Linked DNA regions of Mus musculus: region 1 is linked to region 2. Evidence: chromatin contacts called from public HiChIP or PLAC-seq data. All regions are on one chromosome and are shown on one strand. The core of a region is the stretch at or near the end of the contact, and the rest is flanking DNA. Distances in the headings are between cores, read along the strand shown.

The links. HiChIP or PLAC-seq counts read pairs in DNA pulled down with a chosen protein or histone mark.
Region 1: an H3K4me3 HiChIP or PLAC-seq map of pro-B cells shows a contact between it and region 2, with 6 times the contacts expected there. The contact joins the promoter of Zfp120 here to the enhancer-like site in region 2. A contact is called at or near these places in 1 of 39 promoter capture datasets (embryonic stem cells) and 7 of 115 datasets of contacts at active chromatin or transcription factors (acute myeloid leukemia, embryonic basal ganglia, embryonic stem cells and 3 more).

The regions. Positions count from the first base shown.
Region 1 is chr2:150,134,815-150,140,795 of GRCm38.p6, reverse strand. Zfp120 (zinc finger protein 120) reads left to right here and starts at 4,118. Exons shown (of 4, transcript NM_181266.2): 1 at 4,118-4,228. The coding sequence starts at 4,154.
Region 2 is chr2:149,348,028-149,353,360 of GRCm38.p6, reverse strand. No RefSeq gene overlaps it. Among named protein-coding and RNA genes, the nearest start is that of Cst10, 55 kb to the left of the region's middle. Within about 2 kb of position 2,915, at least 3 of the 459 cell types and tissues checked have an H3K27ac peak or open chromatin away from gene starts, as enhancers often do. A contact at or near this core is called in pro-B cells, where this site is marked.

The DNA.
Region 1 (5,981 bases), core at 2,869-5,368, 790 kb before region 2:
AAGAAAGGAAAAGAAAAGAAAAGAAAAGAAAAGGAAAGAAAGGAGAAGAAAAGAAAAGAAAAAATAGTGAATATAATAATTTTGGTTGGTTTCCTTAATTTAAGACATGTTTTCATCTAGTACCCCAGCTGTCTTGATTCACGGAGTACACTATAATGAATAACACACATTGAATCCTTAAGTAGTACTATATATTTAATCCTGTGTCTTTGGACCATCATTCCTAGCATGATAGTCTTCTACAGAAGAGGGAGCTTCCAAGTGAATTGATATTGGTCTGGTTAGAAGTAAAGGAGAATGTTCTTAGCAGGGTGAGTTCTTCTTGGCAGTCTTGGCTGGTCTTCATGGCAGTCTGTTGCTCCTTCTACAGCATCTTGAGATCATGATGCAATTCCCTGGACTTCACAGGACTTAAGTGATTTTGTTTGCTTGAAACCCCTACTTATTCCCCGCACAAGCTAAAAAACCTTTTTGCTCTCCTTTCCCAACCCCATCCTCAAGGAGAATATGCTGGGCCATGACTGCCTTTCTCATTACTCACCCAGGAGTACCCACCAAGGGCTCAGCTTTTTTACCTTATATGGGCATAATCATAGATCCTAGTTCATAGAGCATCACCCCATGCCCTAAACCCATACCCCCCCTTGCTTTAGCCCAGACATGCTGTGTTTATTATTTACAGTTAGTTTGGAGAAGATATGTATTATGGCAGCCCATTTATTATATACATAGCCATCTTGCATGCATTTTGGATGCTACTACAGGTGGTTAATATATCTCCAGTAATTTTATCTGTAGAAAGGAAACTTATTACAAATATTTTTGACAATAATAGAACTTTATCTGCAAATATGATGTTCTCTTGGAGGAATAAATCTTGACTTTGCCTTTTTAAATATGAATACATAAAAGAAATAATTCATTTCCAATCTACCTGTCAGAACATATGTTAACATGCATCTACTGGTATTTGATCAACATAAAGCATTAAAAATCAAATGCTAGTTTATATAACCTTACTTATTCATATGTGTATGATATGTATGTTGTGGTTCATGTTAGATTTTTTTTTCACTTGATCTGAGCTACAGGCAATTGTGAAAAGGAAACCTTGAGAATATGCATCCATAAGATTGGTCTTTAGTCTAACCCATGTGAGATTTTCCTGATTGATGACTGATGTGAAAGAACTTAACCCATCTTGTAGAGTAGCACCTTGGGCAGGTCGTTTTGGGAGACAAAAGAAAGTAGGTGATGGGGCTGGAGTGATGGCTCACTGAGTAAATGCAAACATTGCCCTTTCAGAGAACCAGACTTCAGCTCCCAATACAGACAAGAGATAGGTTAAACCTGCATGTCACAGTAGCTACAGGGTAAATTCTTCCCATTAATTTTTGTCCTTCATGGACACTTTCATTCATGTGCATATGTTTACCCAACAGACACAGTGATTCTAGCACCATGCATTCAGTTTTCAACAAGAATGGCCTCTCAGTCTTTCAGCATTCACTATCATCTACAGCACAGTTTTCCACCTTCACCCTCTCCTGAAAACATTGTTCAAAGGCATAAACAGCCACAAATTCACATTATTTTTTCCTACCACCAGCCTTACTCCTCTGACACCAACCCATTCACTTATTTATTTATTTATTTATTTATTTATTTACTTACTTACTTACTTACATATTTATGTATTCGGTTGGTTGTTTAAAAATAAAGAAAGAAATAAAAATAGCCTGATGAATTCAACTTTTGAGAGAAAGGATTTGTTTTATTTAATATTTTTTGTGTATGGCAGTTTTGACTGCATGTACATCTATGTGTCCCATGCATGCCTGATGCTTTGTAGAGGCCAGAAAAGTGGGATTGATCACCATGGAACTGGAGTCACACATGGATGTGTGTCCTGTGGATACTGGGCCTCAAATCTGGGACCTCTAAAAGAGCAGCCTGTACTCTTAACCACCGAGACCCTTCTCCAGCCCCTTGACATCCTATTTGAATGTGCTGATAGCAACTATTTTTTTTAATCTTCCTTGAACCACTTAGAAAGAAGAATAATGACTTCTAGTACAAATTAACACACATATTCTAATAAAGTTGGAAAATGGGAACCTCTTTTCTTGGATGTAGCTCTTCCTTCCTGCTTGCTCCTTTTCATTAAAACACTCTTCATAAGACAAAACAAGAGAACAAGGTCTCTGCTGAGATTTTTTTTAAAGACTTCTTTTGTCAATACAACTAATATAAATCTCTTTACCTTAGTCTCAGGTAGACTCTTCAGACAAGGGCATAAAGCACCCATCTTCTTCACCAAAAACAGTCTCTAGGCCAGATACTGAAGTTCTTCTTCACTGAAACATCTTGGGCCAGGTCTGCACAGTACAAGTCACTCTCAGCAGCAGAGTCTTCCAAATACCTACTAGGATAGCCCAGTAAGCCTCAATAGAAACATTCCACTGCTTGCAACTACTCTGTGTCCCCCCAGCACACTCCTACCCAGCTACATAACAGAGTTAAGCAAGATTTCTGAATTCTTTTACATTGTTAAAAATAAATAAATAAAATGTACTTGCTGTCTCCTAAGCATCAAGGAGCTGGGGTTATGGGCTGGTGATTCATAGGATAATCAAAAGGGATCCTGGAATAAATAACCAAATTCATATATAATTAAAAAAAACAGGCTTTTGATCTGCATATGATGAGCTAGCAGGAAGATACTGCACTACTTTTTAAAATGTTTTTTTCAGTATTGAGAGCTGAGCTATCTGGATATCTCTGGAAAGCAAACACAGCTCTTCAGGATTTTTTTCTAACATTCTAATGTCTGAGGTTAGAAACCCAAAGAATTACTTAGAGAGGCGACACAGCTCTGTTAAAATATTTTCTAGCAGTTATCCAGAGAAGACTATGTGAAGAGTGAACACAGCAGATTTTTTTTTCCTTTCTGATTTTGAAAACCCAAGAATTACTTTTAGAATTTTTCTAACAGTATTTTTTGAATTGGTTGGAAAAGCCACGAATTTTTTAGATCAGTTTTTTCTGACTTTGGTCAGAAAACTGAGGAGCTATCCAGAGAGCGTTTAGAATTTTTACTAGCAGAGAGCTGTCTCAAGCAGAAAGCTAGCTGTCTCAACCTCAGAGGTTTTAGAATAGAAGGTAAAATCTGTCTAGAGCAGAGCAGAACACACAGACACAGAGAAAGCAGTCTGGGAAGCCATCTCATCTGGAATGCTATCTCAGCAGAACATAAGCCAGCAGCTTGGACCCATGATTTGAGTTCTAGTTGCTTGTTTCCCTGTTGCTCTCGAACACCCCTTCTCTTAGGAATCCAGACCTAGGTGAGGTTGGTCCTCTGCATTAGTGTTCTCTGTTCTTTCTATACATTGATACATTTTTGTATCTATACATTTTGATACATTTATTGGTTAGATCACAGATAATGATTAACAGGCAGCATTGGCTCCTTAGCCATCTACTTTTACAGCGTCATTTACTGGATGGTTAGCTAAGATTTTGTAATAGAAGATGGACATTCTAGAGGCATTTCTGTCCATCACTTTTATAATTTACAAAATGTTTCTGCATGACTTTGAGCTATATGCCATTAAAAATCTCTGCTTTTACCTTGTGATCAAGTTCAGAAGAGGATTTAACATAGCATGCATAGGGGTAGGCAAACCTATATGTGAACTTATCAACATTCCCTAAGTAAAGTCTCAATGATTCCAAAAGGAAGAAGCGGAAGTGCCTACTGAGTGTTGTGACTGGAGCTTTGGAAAGCTCCAAATTTGCAATGTGGCCCACAGTGGAGAGAGGCGGGTAACTCAGCAACAGCAAATTGGAGTTGTGGGTCTTCCCCTGACCAGGGTGGGGGAAAAAGACCAGCAAGCAATTGGAAGACAGACACAGGTGGTACTGAAATGCAAATTTCTACAGACCCGGAAAAGGACTGGCCTCTGCTGGCAACCTGTGCCTGGAATTATTCCTCTGTGTCCCTTCAACACACTCTAATCCTATGGGTGGTGTGTATGTCACTCCAGATTCACTAGCCAATCAGGACATCCAGCCGGATCTGCCACTCAAAAGTGAAGGCGGGCTCTTCCGGGTGCGATCTTGCAAGTTCCTCTTTTAAAGCTGGCAGTCGCGAATGTTTCTGCTTGATGTGTTCTGTGTACCGCTCCTGGGTGCGGGGACCTCAGGCAAGCCCAGAAGTTCCGACATGGTAAGTGCCAGGCGGTCTCCCACAAAGGGGAGGAGCAGGCGGCTGAGCCAAGGGGGCTGGAGTGCTGGGTCGTCCCAGGGCTCAGTAGTAAACAGCAGCCTGACAGAAGCTGAGACTTGTGAGCTTCCCTGTGGTCCTTTTCTCTCTCTCTGGACCTGGCGGTGGGCACTGAATCATCTCACTAGCGTGGCTGCATCTACACAAAACATTTGGGGAAAGGGCTTCTGTGTAGAAATACCCTTGGCAGGATGCCAAACTCGGAGAGCCCTAGTTTCTATAGTAAGTTTTGGCCTTAGCATTTAGGCATTTTACAGGTAGGTATAAGACCCATTTCGAGTTAATTTTGTGGAGCCTGTAAAAGGCATCTCGTGTGTCGGATAGCACTCAAATATTAAGCGGTGATGTAGAAGAGTAAAATTGATGTAAAGGATCTAGACTAATGCTTGTAGTGACGGCAAGTCGAATGTAGGTGAGAAAGGACTGCCCCTAAAACTCCACACAGGTATGTGCTATGCTAAAAAGGCCGAATGGAGAATAGGATGCTAGAATACATGTGGTAGTGTACCAGGATTGTCCAGACATTTGTCCACAAACCATAACATAGGAGACAACTCTGCTTTACAATCATGAATTAGGCCCATCCTGACTTCAAAGAGCAGGTCTCTAACAAGTGGCTCCAAGGGGTAAAATAGGGCCACAACCAATTTTAAGGCCTGGTGTGCCATAAAGGTCTGGTTTTCTTCTTGAGAAAAGCATCGTTTTGCCACATGGGCAAGACTACAGCTGGTGACAACCTTTTGAAAAGGAAAAACACTGTTTTGGTGAGGACTGGCCTGGTCAAGCAAGGCATAGAACAGCTCCTTCTAGGTCTCCAGAGCCAATGCCAGCCTGGGGCTCAGGCTTGGGAGCTTCCCCTAAGGCCCTGAAGTGCTGAGAATAAAATAGAGCTCCTTCTCTAAAGCAAGGACGGTGCTTGGGAGAGCGGGTGGAGGTCTGGGGCCAGGGCCTTCGGGGATGGCTTGCTTCAGACCCTGAGATCCCACCACATGCGGCTATGGTTGTCAGTCCCGAGTCCAGTGTGGGCTTGGTCAGGAACGTTTTTGAGAGGTTCTCTCTTCCTGTTTCTCCAGCTTTCTTTTATTAGCTCCTTCCTGTGGTTTTCTCACTGTATAGTAGTTTGTGCTGACTTCATAAAAGTCTCGTATCTTGTTCCATTTTCCCCCTGTAAGAAGTATACAGGATGCTGTTCTTCAGAAGCCTGTGTGGCATAAGACAGCCTATCCAAGACACCCCCATCACAGCTTTGATACTTTCTTCCGTTTATTTATTTATTTATTTATTTATTTTTCCAGGCAGGTTTTCTCTGTGTAGCCCTGGCTATCTTGGAACTCACTCTGTAGACCAGGCTGGCCTTGAACTCAGAAATCTGTCTACCTCTGCCTCTGCCTCCCAAGTACTGAGATTAAAGGCGTTTGCCACCACTGCTTTCTTCTACTTTTCCAACCTTCTCATCTTCTGGCACCTCAAACTCAGAACCCCATCACCAAAGAGTGGCCTGCTGTTTCAGTGCACTGGTATACTTAAAAATAATTCTGGTTATATCTTTGCTGTGTAAATCTCCCATCTGTGGGACTTTCGGTCTCCAGTTCATATTTAAATTGCTTAAAATATCACCTGGGGCCTGAACCTAAGAGAGACTTACATGAGACAGCATATGTGGAATGTAAAATCTGTTCTTGGCTGTCTCTTCTCT
Region 2 (5,333 bases), core at 1,666-4,165:
ATGGTTCCAAATTGCATCAGGTTTTGTCACTTATGATCTTGTGCTTGCCTCTGGCACTCTGGTTCTGATGTTAAATGGTTTGTGTTCCTCTGACTGGAGCCATCCTCTTTGGAGGCAGGTAGAGCTTGTCTCCTTGGAAGCAGGCAATACTGTCTCTGGTTAGGTTGGGCCTCTTTTGACTTTGGTTAGAACTGGTCTTCTATGTCCCTGGTTACTGAAGACCTCCTGAGAGGCAGATAGGCTGTAGGTCTGGGAAGGGTATGGGTGCTGATATGGCCTGGGTGGAAAAGAGGTCCAGAGGAAGGCAGACCTAGGCAGGGTGGGTGGGTTCTATATCACCTTGGATCTGTGTTTGATTACTGAGGACCTCCTGGGTGGCATGCAGGCTTCAGTGTGTGGGCAGGTATCAGTCAGCTGATCTGACTCAAGTAGAAAGCAGATCAGAAGAAAAGTGGAGCTCAGGGGATGGGGAGGGGGTCTGTCCCATATCAGCTGGGTCCCTGGTTATCCCAGCTGGTGTGCATATTTGGGCAAGATTTTCACCTGTGTCTTTGGTTACTGAGGATCTCCTGGGAGGCACACAGGCTGTAATGTGTAGGCCCCATTTCCTCTTTATCTTCAGCCAAGTTCTTTGGACAGGGGTAGATGGTAGCCAAATTATTTAATAAAACAGCACAGGAATGGCCTCTAGCTTAATTGTTAATATTGTTCAAATCTTAAACCTCTTGAGCTGGTAGTCTTCAGTGCACTTTGCTCTCAGCACTACTATGTTTTAGGTTCCTATCAGAATGGTCTGATAATTTTGCTCAAAGCATCAAAACACTTTTCTAGTCCAAAGTGTCAAGGTCTTCCACTTACTTCAGAAAAACTATACAGTCAGGTTCTGTTCCTACTCTTGGTACTGACTTCTGTTTTGGTTATATTTCTGTTGTTATGATACTGTCACCCAAAGTGACTTAAGAAAGAGAGAGTTAATTTGGACTTAGTGATCCAGAGATATTAGACACTTCTGTGGAAAGAACATTTGGCTCTAAACAACATGTATGGAGGCAGGTGTTGGAAGCTGAGAGATCACACCTTCTGCACACATGAAGCAGAACAAGTGAACTCAAAACAGACAAGCATATGACTTCTCCATGTCAACTCTAAATATTATGCTTCTTCCTGTGATGTTATACCCTTTCCCAAACAGTACCAACAACGAGTTTAGATACGACATCCTAAGGAGGACATATATCATTCAAACCATCATAGCAGACACTTTCCACTTTTCATACAACATATAATGAATTATTATAACTTTTAAAATCCTTTTTATTATATATTTTCTTCATTTACATTTCAAATGCTATTCCCTTTCCTTTCACTGATAAGTGGATATTAGCACAGAATTATTATGCCTTTAAGACACTGAACTCACGTTAGTATATAAAGTTGGAAAAATTTGGGGACTTAAGTGATACATTAAACTCCCAGGCAGTTATTTACTTCCTAATTGAAATGAATATATATGATTCTGGAAAGATGGCTTAGTCAATAAAATGCTTGCTTTAAAAGAATGAGGATCTGAATTCAATTTGCAGAACAGTTTAGTGCATCTCTCAACTGTGCTCAGAGAAGCTTCTTTATACAGTAGATTGCAATTATCACAGAGACCCACAGTTGGTGAAGGTGAAGAGAATAGGGTTATGGAAACTTAGCCTTATAGGGAACATCTTCAGAACAAGGGACTCAGAAATTCTGTTTTTATTAATCATTTATGTGCTTTGGTCTCTCTCCAGTTCTGGTATAGTGTGAACTTGGAATTGTTTTTCTCCTTAAGTGAACATCTTCCTTGTCTGTTTCCCTTTCTGTTACTATCCATGTGCCTCAGTTCAAATCTTTGTTCCAGGGCATAATAACCTGGAAATATTACTGACTTCAGTTATGCACCTGTAACAGTGAGACCAGAAGCTATGTGGTACTACTCCTGACATTTTTCAAGAATGTTTTGGCTACTTTTGTTACTGTTCTTTTCTTCTCCCTTTCTCTAGACTTTTCAGCAATCCTGGTCATATTCAGTGTGGATTTCTGTGGCTTTTTCATACTTTCTGTCTTTAGAACAGCTTCTCTTCTTTCTTATTCTGACTCTTCCACTACACTCTGTTATATAGAAATACCATATGCCCAGAACACTAGAAGTTTGAAATGATAGTTAACTCCATAAACCAACTGAACACCATATTTGTCGTGATTAGATCAGCTGAAATCTCCAGATGAAAGGAAATGTATAGATAGGTGACTCATACTCCAAGACAGGGACAAGAGATCCTAACAAACGTGGAAATACCCCACTTTGTTCTCACAAAGGGCACACATAATTGTCGTACTGAGGACAATTGGAAAACATTAACATTGATTAGCAGAACTACCAAGTGCTGTGGAAAAGCACTGGGAAATAAGTGCTTTGTCACATAGCTTTTAGGGAGAACTCTAAACATAAAAGCAGCATTTTATAAGCAGTTTCTGCAAGGGAATATGAGGTTTTGAAAAAATGTAAACTATGATCTCTCTCTCTCTCTCTCTCTCTCTCTGCTACTCTGAGAAGTTCCTGTCTTTCACTGTGGTTAATTTTACACTACTTACATTTACTGAAAGTTCTCATTGAGGACTTCCTGGTGGATCTAGGAAAAGAAAGAAGTTGTGGTAGGGGAGGGTACTGCCATCTGCAAATACATGCTATGGTTATTGAAGCCTAGTATCACCAGTTATCCCAGAGAAGCACTGGCAGATATTTAGACAGATACCTTCTGTGACTGTAAGAAGTCACCAGGGCATGTTATATAGCAAAGCTCCACCATTTACAGTAAACCCCGATTGCTTCTCATACGTCGAGGTGAGATGGATTGTGAGATCTGGAGACAGGGGTTCATGAGAAGATCAAGGGTGCCATCTGGTGGTCATATGTGTAAGTTCCAGGTGCAGTTCATCCTGGGGACTAGTTCTGAAAGGATTATCAGCAGTTCTTCTGGGTCTTGCAAATCATTTGACTGTGGATTCAGAACATGCCCTGCAGAATCTTGAGTTACTGCCCCTTTGTGGGCCAGGAGACATTGACAAGTATTGAGCAGGTAGTGTGTAAAAGCAGGAAGATGCAATAAAGGACAGCAAAATGCATTAATTCAAAACAATTATAGATATTTATCATGAGATGAACACCTTAAGTAATTTAGAAGAGTGGAGGAGGCCCCAATTGTTATCTCTGAATTATTAGTTATTGACAGAATTTTTAAAATTTTATTTATTTATTTATTTTCATTACTTTTTTAATTTTATTTTTATTAGGTATTTATTTCATTTAATTTCCAATGCTATCCCAAAAGTCCCCCACACGCTCCCTGACCCACTCCCCCACCCACCCACTCCCACTTCTTGGCCCTGGCGTTCCCCTGTACTGAGGCATATAAAGTTTGCATGAGCAATGGGCCTCTCTTTCCAAGATGGCCGACTAGGCCATCTTCTGATACAAATGCAGCTAGAGACACGAGCTCTGGGGGGTACTGGGTAGTTCATATTGTTGTTCTACCTATAGGGTTGCAGATCCCATTAACTCCTTGGTTACTTTCTCTAACTCCTCCATTGGGGGCCCTGTGATCCATCCAATAGCTGACTGTGAGCATCCACTTCTGTGTTTGCTAGGCCCCGACATAGGCAAACAAGAGACAGCTATATCTGGGTCCTTTCAGCAAAATCTTGCTAGTGCATGCAATGGTGTTAGCATTTGGAAACTGATTATGGGATGGATCCCCGGATATGGCAGTCTCTAGATGGTCCATTCTTTTGTCTCAGCTCCAAATTGTGTCTCTATAACTCCTTCCATGGGTGTTTTGTTTCCAATTCTAAGAAGGGGCAAAGTGTCCACACTTTGGTCTTCATTCTTCTTGAGTTTCATGTGTTTCACAAATTGTATCTTATATCTTGGGTATTCTAAGTTTCTGGGCTAATATCCACTTATCAGTGAGTACATATTGTGTGAGTTCTTTTGTGATTGGGTTACCTCACTCAGGATGGTGCCCTACAGGTCCATCCATTTGCCTAGGAATTTCATAAAATCATTCATTTTAATAGCTGAGTAGTACTCTATTGTGAAAATGTACCACATTTTCTGTATCCATTCCTCTGTTGAGGGGCATCTGGGTTCTTTCCAGCTTCTGGCTATTATAAATAAGGCTGCTATGAACATAGTGGAGCATGTGTCCTTCTTACCAGTTGGAACATCTTCTGGATATATGCCCAGGAGAGGTATTGCAGGATTCTCCAGTAGTACTATGTCCAATTTTCCAAGGAACCAACAGACTGATTTCCAGAGCGGTTATACAAGCTTGCAATCCCACCAACAATGGAGGAGTGTTCCTCTTTCTCCACATCCTCACCAGCTCTCCTCTTGCAGGGCAGGTGGACAGATATCTGGCACTTGGACCTGCATCCTGGCAGAAGATGAAGGCCCGAAACTGGGCTTGTCCCAGAATCTGTGTAGCTTCTGTAGTCCAAACTCTCACCTATGCAGACTAGTCTTGGTGGGATCCGGAAACCAGGATGGCTCCCCCAGGTGCTGTGGCAAAGCCTTCCTGTGCGGTGTGGACACCTCTGCTCTGGCAGGGAAGGTGCCTGGATGTCTGGAGCCTGAAATGGGGTCTGCTTCAGAAGGTCTGTGGCTTCTGCCTGTCCCAGAAGCTGTTAGCTTCTGTAGTCCACACTCTCACCTGCACAGACTAGTCTCAGCGGAATCTGGGCACCAAACCAATTATTTATTTTAAGAAGACTAGCACTTATCATCAAGAAGATATGCTTGGAGTATAGACTGGGCAGATTTAGATTTATTCCCATTAGACAAGCAAAAATACCTAAAATTATTATTACAGGTACATGATTATGTTTGATCAACCCACATTTTTCAAATATATTTCTTTTTAGTTACCCAGTAGGTTTCAATATAAACTCTGTCATGACCCTTGTTTATACCTTATAAGTCTTGTCTGTATATCAGATATAGCTTGAGTAAAGTAAAATGAAATATTCTGACCATCAAAATCTCAGAAAATCCAGCAATCATGGAATTATTTCACTTGGTTAAAATACTAGGTAGATCCAAAAACATGAAACCATGGTTTAAATTTTCTTCTTTTTGTTAAAAAAATTAATTTTAATTCTTTTTAGTATTATGAAGGAAGTTGTGTTTCTCTCTCTCTCTCTCTCTCTCTCTCTCTCTCTCTCTCTCTGTGTGTGTGTGTGTGTGTGTGTGTGTGTGTGTGTGTGTGTATGAGTGAGAGTGCATGTGACCCTGTAGGCCAGAA